Linked DNA regions of Drosophila melanogaster: region 2 is linked to region 1. Evidence: chromatin contacts called from public Hi-C data. All regions are on one chromosome and are shown on one strand. The core of a region is the stretch at or near the end of the contact, and the rest is flanking DNA. Distances in the headings are between cores, read along the strand shown. Region 1 holds the start of Kdm5 (Lysine demethylase 5). Region 2 holds the start of CG9175.

Region 1 (5,598 bases), core at 1,527-4,026:
AGTAAGAAACGGCTTATTGGCAGTTTGTTTATTCTACTTTAAACGGCATAATATACCAATTAAATTCTCCCTAATTACAACGTTATTTAAATTTGACTTTTAAGCCAATGAAAGTTTATCTAAGGTTTGTTTGCAATAACTCAATAATAATTGTAGTTACTGCAGTTTATATATGTATATATATAAATATTTCAACAACTAGGGGTTACTTGTTGTTGGTAGAGCTATTATGGTGGCTTTTCAGATACACACACTCCCGCCCCGCGCCCCTTGCATTAATTAACGATTCGTTGCCCCGTCGACAGATTTAAATTGGTTAATATCCACAAGAGAACTGTCGTCTTAGTTGGACTTTCCTACCGCTCCTATTGATCGGAGAGGGAACCCCTGCGGCCCACTGTATCTACATCAAATCGCCGCACACCTGTGTGTGTGTGTATATGTGTTGTGGTGCCTGCACTCAACCCTCGCAGGTAAACAAACAACATTTACAGAGGTGAAAACTCGACTTTGCGACGGTGCAAGTGCAGTTACCAAACGATTACTTCGGTTGTGAGGTTGTATCCAGTGCCGCCGGCGGGATCGCAGGATGGGCAACTGCACTGGACCTAGGCGAAGTAATGCCTTTCTCGCATGTTTCCCTCCAGGGGGATGTGGCTTCTCCCGAGGAGTAATAGAGAGAGAGAGAGAGAGTGCAGCGGCGATTAGCCAGCAGCACTGAATTTGTTGCATACAAAAGTGGAGCACGCCAATACAGGCACAACCCCGGACACGAACACGGGGGATTTCCTGGCCGTGTGTATGTATAACATAGCGACCAATAAACTTACAAATTCGATAGCGAACATGTATACACCAAGTGTGCAAAAGGGGATTATACTTATACGCATTGTATTCAAAACATTCAGCACACAGGACCTTCATGCACACACACACACACACTAACACAAGCACATACACTGAGCAAAAGGTGAAAGCTGTTATCTACGAATTCAGCTGACGAAATCGAGAAGCGGAAACGAAGCCATGTTGAAAACCACTGTCAACTCCAACTTCCGGCTGGAGTTCCCAACAGATTTTTCGCGTTTGTCAGCTAGACACAAGGAAGCCGCCGCGACAGAGCTTTGCTTTGGTGGTTGTTGTGACGCACACACACTCTCGCACGAATGTGGGGCGCCACTGCCACTGCTGCCACCACCGAAAAGGGAGTAGAAGTGGGTGGGCAATGTGTGCCTGCCTGACTGACTGGCGGTGCGTGCGTATGTGTGTGTGTGTATAGTTTCCCGTGTGCTTGATCAGGAAGAGCCCGCTCTCGCCTAGAGAGAGCGAGATGAGCGACGACGAGTACCGTTTTTGTGTATCAAGTGAGCAAAGTACATCGTCGACAGCGACGCCGGCAGAGGCATGCTACGTTTGCTGCTCTGCTCGGGATAATGGGATATTATTTCCCTGCGAATCCGTTCCAAATCAAAATCGGTGGATTGCGATTTCGGATTATTGATTGGGCAGCACGGCGTCGTGACAAGTGCCATTTTCCAAACTGCAGCCAGCTGTTCGCTGTTAGTGTTGGACGGGGGAAACTGATTTTCCGTTCTGCGGCCGCCGATCGCTCGGAAAAGCAGCCTAAGCCGAAAGCTTCTTTTATATAATTTCCATTTTCAGCCGCGCACACACACCCGCACGCAGCTTACACGGGCACAAACAAACAGCTTACACGGACACGGGGCACGACAGACACAGGTACGCGAATACAGGCACACACATTCGCACCGAGCATGTACATAAATATGGATGGATTTGGCGAAATTAGCACTGGATATTGGTTACTTTCCAGCAGGAGCGCAAAATTTACGCATTTGCCCTGCCATATTGCACATTTCCAACGGTGGGGGGAGTGGCGGTGAGCGGAAACAGAAAAGCTGAACTGATTTTTTTTTTTGGAAGGTGACTGCAGCACTGTACTTTTCGAATAGTAACTCCCCGCGAACAGCTCGACTGGAGCTATATATTCACTATATACTTGAAAGTCACTAAACTCAGTGGCATATATTGGCTTTCCAGGCGTGGGATCACAATATTTTTCGCTATGATGGCGACCGGGCAGCGACGCAACGCACTTTGCAGCGCTGTCGCTGCTCTGCTGGCGTGTGCAATTGGTGCGCGATTTTCCGTCCGCGGTTTTCCACCGTAATCCGTTCATCCGCGACGTGGTTCCTAACCTAGCCGCGACCTGGCGTTGTCTTCTGGCCGCATTTTCACAATTATTACGGATTTTCGGAATCCCGATTGCGCTGCCAGCAGAGGGAACACACATACAAACATTTTCCACGACTAGTGCGGGGGGTTGTTTTCGCTGTTGGCCAACGCAGAGGCTGCAATCCGCACTTTTCCTGATCTATATGCACCGACTTGGCCAGGTGGGCGTCTGCGTTTTGCTAGTTTGTTCGCTTTTCGCTGCTAATTAAACGTTTTCAGCCATCAGAAGTGCCCCTAAACTCACACACTGGCACGCACACAATCGCACTGGGTTCGGGCACTGGGAACTGGGCACCCTACACTGGGCAAAAACTCACTGTCGTCATAGGAAGTCGTTGGAAGACGCGCACGCTCGGTATGTGATCGAAATGAGTGTTCCATAAAACCACCGAGCACGGCACTGGCGAGGTGGCTTTAATGCGAATTTACTTTTCTGATTTCTTTCTCCGATGTCTGCGTTTTTTCCTGCTACATGTGTCCAGTGTGACCCGTCGTCGAAGTGCCGGAAACGTCGATCTGCCCCACAAAAGTTCGGGAAAATACCAGCCACCGTCCGCGTTGTGCAGCACTGGCCTTCAAATCAAACACAGTTTCTTATCGGCGGAGGTCGACGAATCGGATCTCGTCTTATCGCCGACCCCCCGTTTATTGTTTCGTTTCTGTATTAGATTCAAAATCAGTTCGGTCATAGGCGTTACTCAGTCTAGCCGGCGCCGCGTTTAACACTATGCCGGTTCAGGGACAGGACTTGAAACATCCATAGGATCCATCGAGCATATACGCAAGGTTTCCTAAGTACGCTTTTTTAATTAATTTTATGAAATGTGTTTCAATACAGTGGTAAGCTAAAAAAAGAAAGTTTGGCATTCTACAAGAGTGAATTATATTCTAAGTTATTAATATAAGTAAGTGAGCTCTTTTATTGTTTTTAGAATACTGTGTGTTAATTTAAGCCTTGGCTTTAAGAATTTGAATTTGTATAATATATTTAAAATAACCAGTAGACATAAGTATTTAGTTAACGGTAATGCCTATGAAATTGTTGTTGCTCAACTCAACAAATCAGCAGAAAATGAAATAAATACGCAAACTGGTTTCTGTAAAATACATTGTTTATGCAAGATCAATAAAAAAAAAACAAACATCCAAGTTTTAAAGTTCGTAAGATTGAACAAAATGGCGGTTTTCTTGGGAAACGGTATTCTTTGCAACGTATTTGGAGCCGTCGCACTGCGTGATAAAAAAAGTGCAGTCACGGTCACACTGGCGAGCAGAATTTCATACGTTTTTGTTTCCTTTTGGCCATATTTATTATTGTTAAAATTGGAGCAATGCCAGCTGCTGTGCGCAAGTTCCGCCGCGAGACCAGTGAAATCAGCTGCTGTCTGAAGTACCTTTTGTTCGCCAGCAATGTGATCCTGTGGCTCTCGGCCCTGCTGGTCCTCTCCGTTGGCATCTGGGCCTGGAGCGAGAAGGGCATGTTCCGCAACATTGCGCGGCTGCACTTCATCGCCCTGGACCCGGCCTTCGTCCTGATCATCCTGGGAGGCGTCACCTTCCTACTGGGCTTCATGGGCAGCGTGGGCGCCTTGCGCGAGAACACCTGCCTCCTGGGGGCGGTGGGTACCACATTGTTAGTGGATCCCCTCTGGACCTAGTTAATCCTTATTTTTCCGCTTGCAGTACGCCATCTTCTTGAGTGTCTTGCTTATCGCAGAGATCGGCTTCTGTGCCGTGGCCTTCGTGCTCAAGGACAAGGGCTGGGTGAGTTCCATTTGAAGGCCACTATTCTAGCCAGCCATTACTAAGGTTTGCCTTTTCCAGATCAAAGACCAGGCCACCGAGGGACTCAAGGCCTTCATTCGCCACTATCGCGAGGACGCAGACCAGCAGAATCTCATTGATTGGATCCAGGAGGATTGGTTGCAGTGTTGCGGCATTGATGGTCCCAAGGACTGGGACAGCAACAACTACTTCAATTGCTCGTCTATCGCTATTGGCAGCAGGGAGGCGTGCGGAGTGCCATTCTCCTGCTGCCGCAGACGTCCGCAGGAGGTGATCAAGAACAAGCAATGCGGCTACGATGTACGCAAGGAGGGATATGTAAGTCCGCTAGCTGTTTTCCCCCGTCTTTCCGAAATGCATATTGAAATTCACCCACGAATCGTACGCATGCAGCCGGTGGATAGGAATATACATGAGCGTGGCTGCTTGCGCGCTGGCGAGGATTGGCTGGAGGCCCATCTGATTAGTGTGGCGATTGGCTGCGTGGCTCTGCTCGTCCTGCAGGTGCAAAACATTTCTATAGTCGTCGTTGTATATTTCTTTTTGAATCTTTGAAAATTTTAAGTTTAGTGTAGTTCAGATGAGAGAATCGTTTTTAAGGTGGTCCCATTTTTTTTAAAAATATGGTTTTTACTCGTAGTAGTTACATCTTTTTGTTTTATAATTTCCCACAGACTTTATATTTATTTTATTTTTTTAATTTCTTACCAGGGCATGGAGTTGTCCAAAATAATCTACGAAAAGGGCTGTGTTCAAGCAGGCGAAGAATGGATGGAGCACAACTTGATTATTATTTCCGCAACTGTTATAGTTGTGATGTTTTTTCAGGTTTCTGTTTGATTTTATTATTTTTCTCACTATGACAATAGATAGATTCTTCTTGTAACGATACACTTTTTGTAGATCTTGGGCATTTGCTTTGCTCAGAACCTGCGTGCCGATATCTACACTCAAAAGTCAAAGTGGCACTGACAAATGGCTCTGTCTGCTCCCACGGCCATTTAGAAGGACACCCAAGGTGGCGAAGGATTTGGGAAACTTCGAGGTAAGCCACATGGAGCATCCACCAACTTCAAAATAAGAATCTGTATCTACTCATCTACGCTCCGGTTAGTTAACTATACTATAAATTCCTTGTAAACCCATACTAGGGTGAATCGATTTGGATGCACGATAATCGTTGATAGAATCTAGTCAATGATCAATTCCTAATGCTATTGCCAAAGTAACTATGTTCCGGAAATTACGATTCACCCTTCGCTTTTGATCAGAAAACACAAATGCCTATGGTAAACCCTGATTTTCGGGACACACGTTGTATATTGATATTGGCATAAAATGTTCATTGATTAGGTTTCTCTCCCACGATTTATCTATTTTTTGCGTCCATAAAATCGACCCAGTTTAACCCATACCCCCATTTATACTCAAGAGTACGCTATGTGTCTAACTAAAGCAAACGCATTCCGTCTTCGTGGACATTGACTAATATTAACTAGGTTGCCAAATTTGTTGCTGTTTTTACGTCGGCTTCCCTTTAGCCCAAGAACAAATAAG
Region 2 (5,598 bases), core at 1,319-3,818, 99 kb after region 1:
TAAACGCAGAGTTAATACATAGATTTAAATTCTAAAATCAAATATTGCATGAAAAAACGCAAATGAAATCTGAAAATCAATAAACAAGCGTGAAATAAACCAATTCGGTGTATGTGTATTTTAATGGGGCGTTTTAATTTAAAAAACTTACCCATTTCGCTTGAGAAATCGCAGATGAAGTAACTCGATCCAATTCGGTGATGAAAATGTAGATGCACCAATGTTGGAGGTTAATAACCCTCGTTGGAATATTTTACCATGTTTGCCACCTCATTGAATGCGAATAAAACATCGAAATTTCATTACTGAATGCATTTTTATATATCATTCACTTGTGACTATACGAATGGTGTGCTAAACCCACCACAGTTCGATTAGCTAACATTTTGATTATAAAAATGGTTTTACAATTCATTTGACTGCTTCAACTAGACGCAGTCAGTTTTCCTGTCTGCCTTTGTATAAATGAAATATTAATTAAATTTTAAAAATCATGTACAACGGGCAAAGCTGCCAAACGAGCAAGGCTTCGTTTGCGGTGGCTAGAGAGATAAACAAATTATGATACAACTAAGCAAACATTGCAATTAGTATAAGAGATAAGGCAGCCGGCACAAACTATGCACTTAAACTAATTAACATGATGGAGGAGGGGTGGGACGACGCTGGGAGTGCTGGGGGGGGGAGGAGTTGTGGCTTATTGCAGAAAACTAAACCCTGTTTACAAACTAATAATGCAAATCGAATAACTCTCTTCTGGCCATTGAGCATCAGATGCCAATGTAGGAGCACAGCACGAACACGGCGAAAATCATGACAATCAGAAAGACGATGGCAATCCAGGCGGGGATTGTACCTAAAAAGAAGTTGGCAGTGAGATAATTTCCAATTTTACACCAATTTTATTGCTTACGTCTTTGGGACAGACTGTGGATGCAGACTTTGTTGTCCACCGAAATGGACAGAACGGCTGCCTCCGTGTCGCTGGAAATGGGCGGTCCCTCCTCGTTGGTAATAGGCAGGAACTGGAGGCCAGTTACGAACATGGAGTGTGCATGGGGAATGTGGAGCACGCGCTGCAAAACGTAAGCAAAGAATTGGAGTTAAGACTATTAACGTACACTTTGATTAGTTGCCTCTGCTCACCTGCAGACTGAATGCAATGTACATGGATACGCTGCCTGAGAACATCGTGCCGACGGCCACGAATCGACCATCATCCCGCACTGCCAGTGACGAGAGGCTTTCGTCAATGGCCACAGCCTGACGCAGTTGCCCGCTGGCACAGTCCCAGTGCTGCAGGAAGCCACGCTGCTTTCCCACCTTGCCCAGCGGATTGGCAATGGTAAAGAGGCGGTAGTTATCCTTTTGCGCCTCCACGGTTCCGTAGCGGCACCGTTTGAACAGGTACTTGGCCCCCTCGGGCGTTTTCCACTGCAGCTTGTGTTGCAGCTGGCCGCTGGCCAGGTCCCACACCAAGCCCTGTGCATCCTTGGAGATGCTGGCAATTAGCTTGCTGTCGGGACTGAAGTCCAGGTCATCGATCTCCTTGCTGTGTGCCGCCAGCTCGGCGGCCAGCGTCATCTGGGGGAACGTCCAGACGCGCAGTTTTCCGTCCGTGCCGCCAGTGGCCATCAGACGGCCATTACCGCTGATGCGCACCACGCGCTGCAGGGGCTCGGCGCCCTTGAGGAAGTCCGTCTGGATCACATCCGCCGCCTGGATGTCGAAATGCAGTCGCCGAAACTGACGCAATATGTCGGCGGTGGAAAGGGGTGGCCTGTGCCCGTTGGCCACTGGCTCCACGCCCGAGTGTGCGTTTCGCTGGCGCACGTTGCCGTTCTCGTGCGGCCGTTCCTCCGGAGCAGGCTTGCCGTCCCCGACGCCCACACCGTTTCCATTCCCATCCTCTTCGGATTGAACGCGCGGCTGGACGTAGTACATCTGACAGTGCGCCTCCTGGCCGGCGCACAGATAGCCCCTCCGGCCGCCATTGCGCACCGCGAAGTTCATCACCACATTGGCGCCGGTCTCATGGCGCAAAACCTCCTCCGCGCAGAAGTGGCTGCCGTTGTGGTACAGCTCATAGATCTCCTGGAAAGATCAATCGTCGATTAGAAACATCACAAGAATGCGGCGGAGCGAGCTGAGTTCATACAAAGCCGTTCGCCACTCCCGTTTTGCTGGAGCCACCGCCTCCGGCTACCAGAATGTGGCGGCTGGTTAGCATGTCCACGGCGTACAGCGGGAAGTTCACGCGGGCCAGCAGGCCGTCGCTGGGACGGCGGGTGTGGGCCATTATCAATAATATATCACAATCGACCGGACGCTGGGGGCGGAGGGATTGGGGCTGAGTGATTGACTCGAGTTTATCAGCTCTGGCCGCGGGGCAGGCACATCTAATTGGGTCTACCGCTGGCACACTCCGGCTGTTAACTGACTGGGAATTGTGGGTCGATTCAGTGGACGTTAATCATGGGAACTATTTTCTTATTGTGTTTTGGACTGAGAAAGTTGTCTTAAAAATCCACGTACACTGAATAGCGGTGGCAGGGCGAGGTATCGATACATCGATAGGCAGATTGGTGATTGGTGCCATAGCAGTCAGCTGTCTTCAGCTGATGAACAGGGCTGCCAGACTGGTGACGTGAGCAAACAGCTGATGGGCTGCAATGTTAACAGCTGGAAATATCAAAATATTCACAGCTGTTCTCTAATCGATAGGTAACTTTAAAAATTATCGCAATAAGCTTAATGTTTTTAAGTACATAATTGTTAACCATTTTTATATACATAAGAATTCAAGTATATTGCGATATTTATTTTGCAACGCGTATATTGCACCCAGTACGCTGCATAACGTGGCTTGTCTTCTTTACCTTGTACCTTAAGGTACAATATACCATGTACCCTGTTTGAAATGTTCAATGATCCACCTCATAACCAGTACCTACTGGTACCTACCTTTAAGAACGAGATAGGCTTAATTGTACTTGTAATAAAATTTTATTAAAAAGAAAGTAGACAAATTTCTCCCCTGCAACAACTTGAAAAAGGAATTCTTTTTTCCAAGTGAAATAAGAAATTATAATATTTCAGGATTGTCATTAATGCGGTGGAGCTCAGCAGTGGTCTTCCTGGTTCTTTGTTGTGACAAAATGACCTTCAATCGCTGGTGGGCGGCACAAAGGGGACTCCGAAGTCATATTTATATACTCCTTTACGTGGGAGTTATTTATGTATGTACATATATCAGACAAAGGTGTGAAACGTGTTGAACGAGTTATTGTTCAAATCTGCAGCATCTTAAATTCTCTATTAGGTGTTTCTTATTGCTATTTTCTGACTTTTGTCAACTCTGCGTTGATAACTTTATCAGATTTCAATTAAATTTCTCATCAATTTTGCCATAGATCGTATAGGCTGTATTTAAATTTAAATGGGCGTTAAAGTGAAAACTGTCTACTGTCTACGCACCTAAACTAGTTTTGTTATAATTATTTTCATAGTGCGTGAACAAGTTTTTCCGGCACTTTGATCAAATTTCACTTTTATCGAAGTCAAGGTGGCTTAAGTGATATGTCAATATTGTTAACCTGATTCAAGTGGATGTACGTATGTATGTATATTATTTATAATTATTAAATGAATAAAAAGCTTCAAAAAGGAAGACATAATCAAGTTCGTTGTCCTTGTGTTTCTTTTGAAGTGTCACAACACTCATTCGTATTTATTTGAAAAGTTTAGGATCTTACTTTTGGGATTCAACAGACTTTTTTGGGCGTACATAATAAATTCAAAATTGTCATTTGAATTATAACCGACAAAAGAAAACAAACAAAAGACGCACTGGCGCCATCTCTTTTCCACTCGCACAGCTTCCAGGTCAGCAACAACAACAAAGCCCAGCTGGTGCTCACCGATCGCGACGCCGCGTCGCTGCTTTCGTTTTCTTCTCTGCTTTCTGTTTCTTCCTTGCTCATTCGCTTAATTTTCGCCGACGCGATCACAACTGTAAAAAACAACTGCCGAAGTTCTCGCACCGTATTTTAACTGTTAACAATTCAAAAGTGTCCAGTGTGTCTATCGTTATTTGAATGCTATTATTAACTGTACATGTGCTAACTTATTTCATTGGAAAGCAATCTACAGGTGAGTGGCCTCTGAACCTCGAGTGCAATCTGGTTTGATCCAGTGCAAGATCCCTTTTTTCGCCACTGCGCAATTGCACCAACAGCAACTTGCGCAGAGCTCTTTTGTTGCTTTTCCCTCGCGCTTTGTACCTCTTCTTTTTCCCGTAACAAAGTGCAGATCAGTGTGTATGTACGCATTATATGAACTTTGTGTGGTGGTACATTGTACATATGATACACACATAAAGTATGTACTTGAATGTAATTTGAATGCCCTAACGGAGTTGAAAGTGCTGTCAGCGACTATCTAAATTTCTTTAATATGCATATCTATACTCACCTCAACGTACATGAATATTTAGGTATTTAACGCTTTAGTTGCGGCGAACTTAAAGACATACATACATGTTTATGTGTGTGTGTAGTTTCAATGATCATTTTTGATTTGATCATTTAAAATGATTTAATTTTTATATATTATCATTTAAATATGGCAGCAATATACAAACATACATACATATTTCGCTTCACAAAGTTGTGCAAAACGCAACGGGTATATTTTCAAATATCCTGCCCATTTGACTTTAGCAAAAGTACATACAGTTTGTCAAGAAACTGTTTACACACTGTGAAATAAGTTGAATTTTTGACTTTAAAGCTAAAAATTAAGGGTTTTTTGCTTAATTAAACGCAATTTTTTTATAAAATATAATTAAACAATATTTATTTTACTTATAAATCAAAAAAAAAATTAAAAATATTAAATATACAAGAAAATAAACAACAAAATCCAAGTTTACACACTTTTGAGACTGTCAAGAAACTCTTTACATATTTTGTTTTCCTACTTTGTTTTGTTCTTTTTCTTAGAACGAACTCGATTTTTCCGTTATTTTTGGCTTTGCATTGCTTTTTACAACGCTTCTAATGAAATTTGTTGACTTTGCTTGTGAAATTTTGCTAATCAAACGTGCTTAAAGCGAATTATTTTTATAAATTATATTTAATTTATTTTTTGATTTATAAGTAAAATAAATATTGTTTAATTATATTTTATAAAAAAATGGCGTTTAATTAAGCAAAAAACCCTTATTTTTTAGCTTTAAAGTGCGCGATTATTAATTTGTATATCTGGTTTTATTTTTTTTGTTTCTTTTTTGCAGAGCTTTAGTTGTGATACCCCATTTAGTTTCTGTAACATTTTTAATTTCTTTCGAGTCCGAAACAACAGAATTTTAAAATGGTGAACAACACTGTTGATACTGAAGGTAAGTTTTATTTATCTGCTAAGGATTATATTTTATTTTGTTTTGGTCAGCAGTATTGTTTTATTGTACTTTTTATGAATTTAACAGCTTTTGCAAATACCATTTATTGTATTAAAAATAAGTTAAATTTATTTATATAAAAAAAAACCTGTTCTTTTATTACATGTTATTATATTCTTACTCAACTGATTCGAAAC

What was found. A called contact is a pair of places that touch in the nucleus more often than the background predicts.
Region 2: a Hi-C map of the Kc167 cell line shows a contact between it and region 1, with 7 times the contacts expected there. The contact joins the promoter of CG9175 here to the promoter of Kdm5 in region 1. A contact is called at or near these places in 10 of 107 Hi-C or Micro-C datasets (the D17-c3 cell line, the Kc167 cell line, the ML-DmBG3-c2 cell line and 4 more).

Annotation. Positions count from the first base shown.
Region 1 is chr2L:5,996,725-6,002,322 of dm6, forward strand. Kdm5 (Lysine demethylase 5) reads right to left here and starts at 2,777. Exons shown (of 5, transcript NM_001298720.1): 1 at 2,574-2,777. It overlaps Tsp26A (Tetraspanin 26A), which reads left to right and starts at 3,504. Exons shown (of 5, transcript NM_001273190.1): 1 at 3,504-3,875; 2 at 3,940-4,020; 3 at 4,081-4,359; 4 at 4,435-4,545; 5 at 4,945-5,598. The coding sequence starts at 3,588. The coding sequence ends at 5,013.
Region 2 is chr2L:6,096,398-6,101,995 of dm6, forward strand. CG9175 reads right to left here and starts at 2,569. Exons shown (of 5, transcript NM_164681.3): 1 at 2,536-2,569; 2 at 2,159-2,440; 3 at 1,147-2,094; 4 at 914-1,076; 5 at 301-856. The coding sequence starts at 2,299. The coding sequence ends at 771. Kr-h1 (Kruppel homolog 1) reads left to right here. Exons shown (of 4, transcript NM_058119.5): 4 at 1-101. It overlaps CG45075, which reads left to right. Exons shown (of 4, transcript NM_001298735.1): 4 at 1-101. It overlaps stai (stathmin), which reads left to right and starts at 3,980. Exons shown (of 7, transcript NM_164682.3): 1 at 3,980-4,152; 2 at 5,297-5,401. The coding sequence starts at 5,374.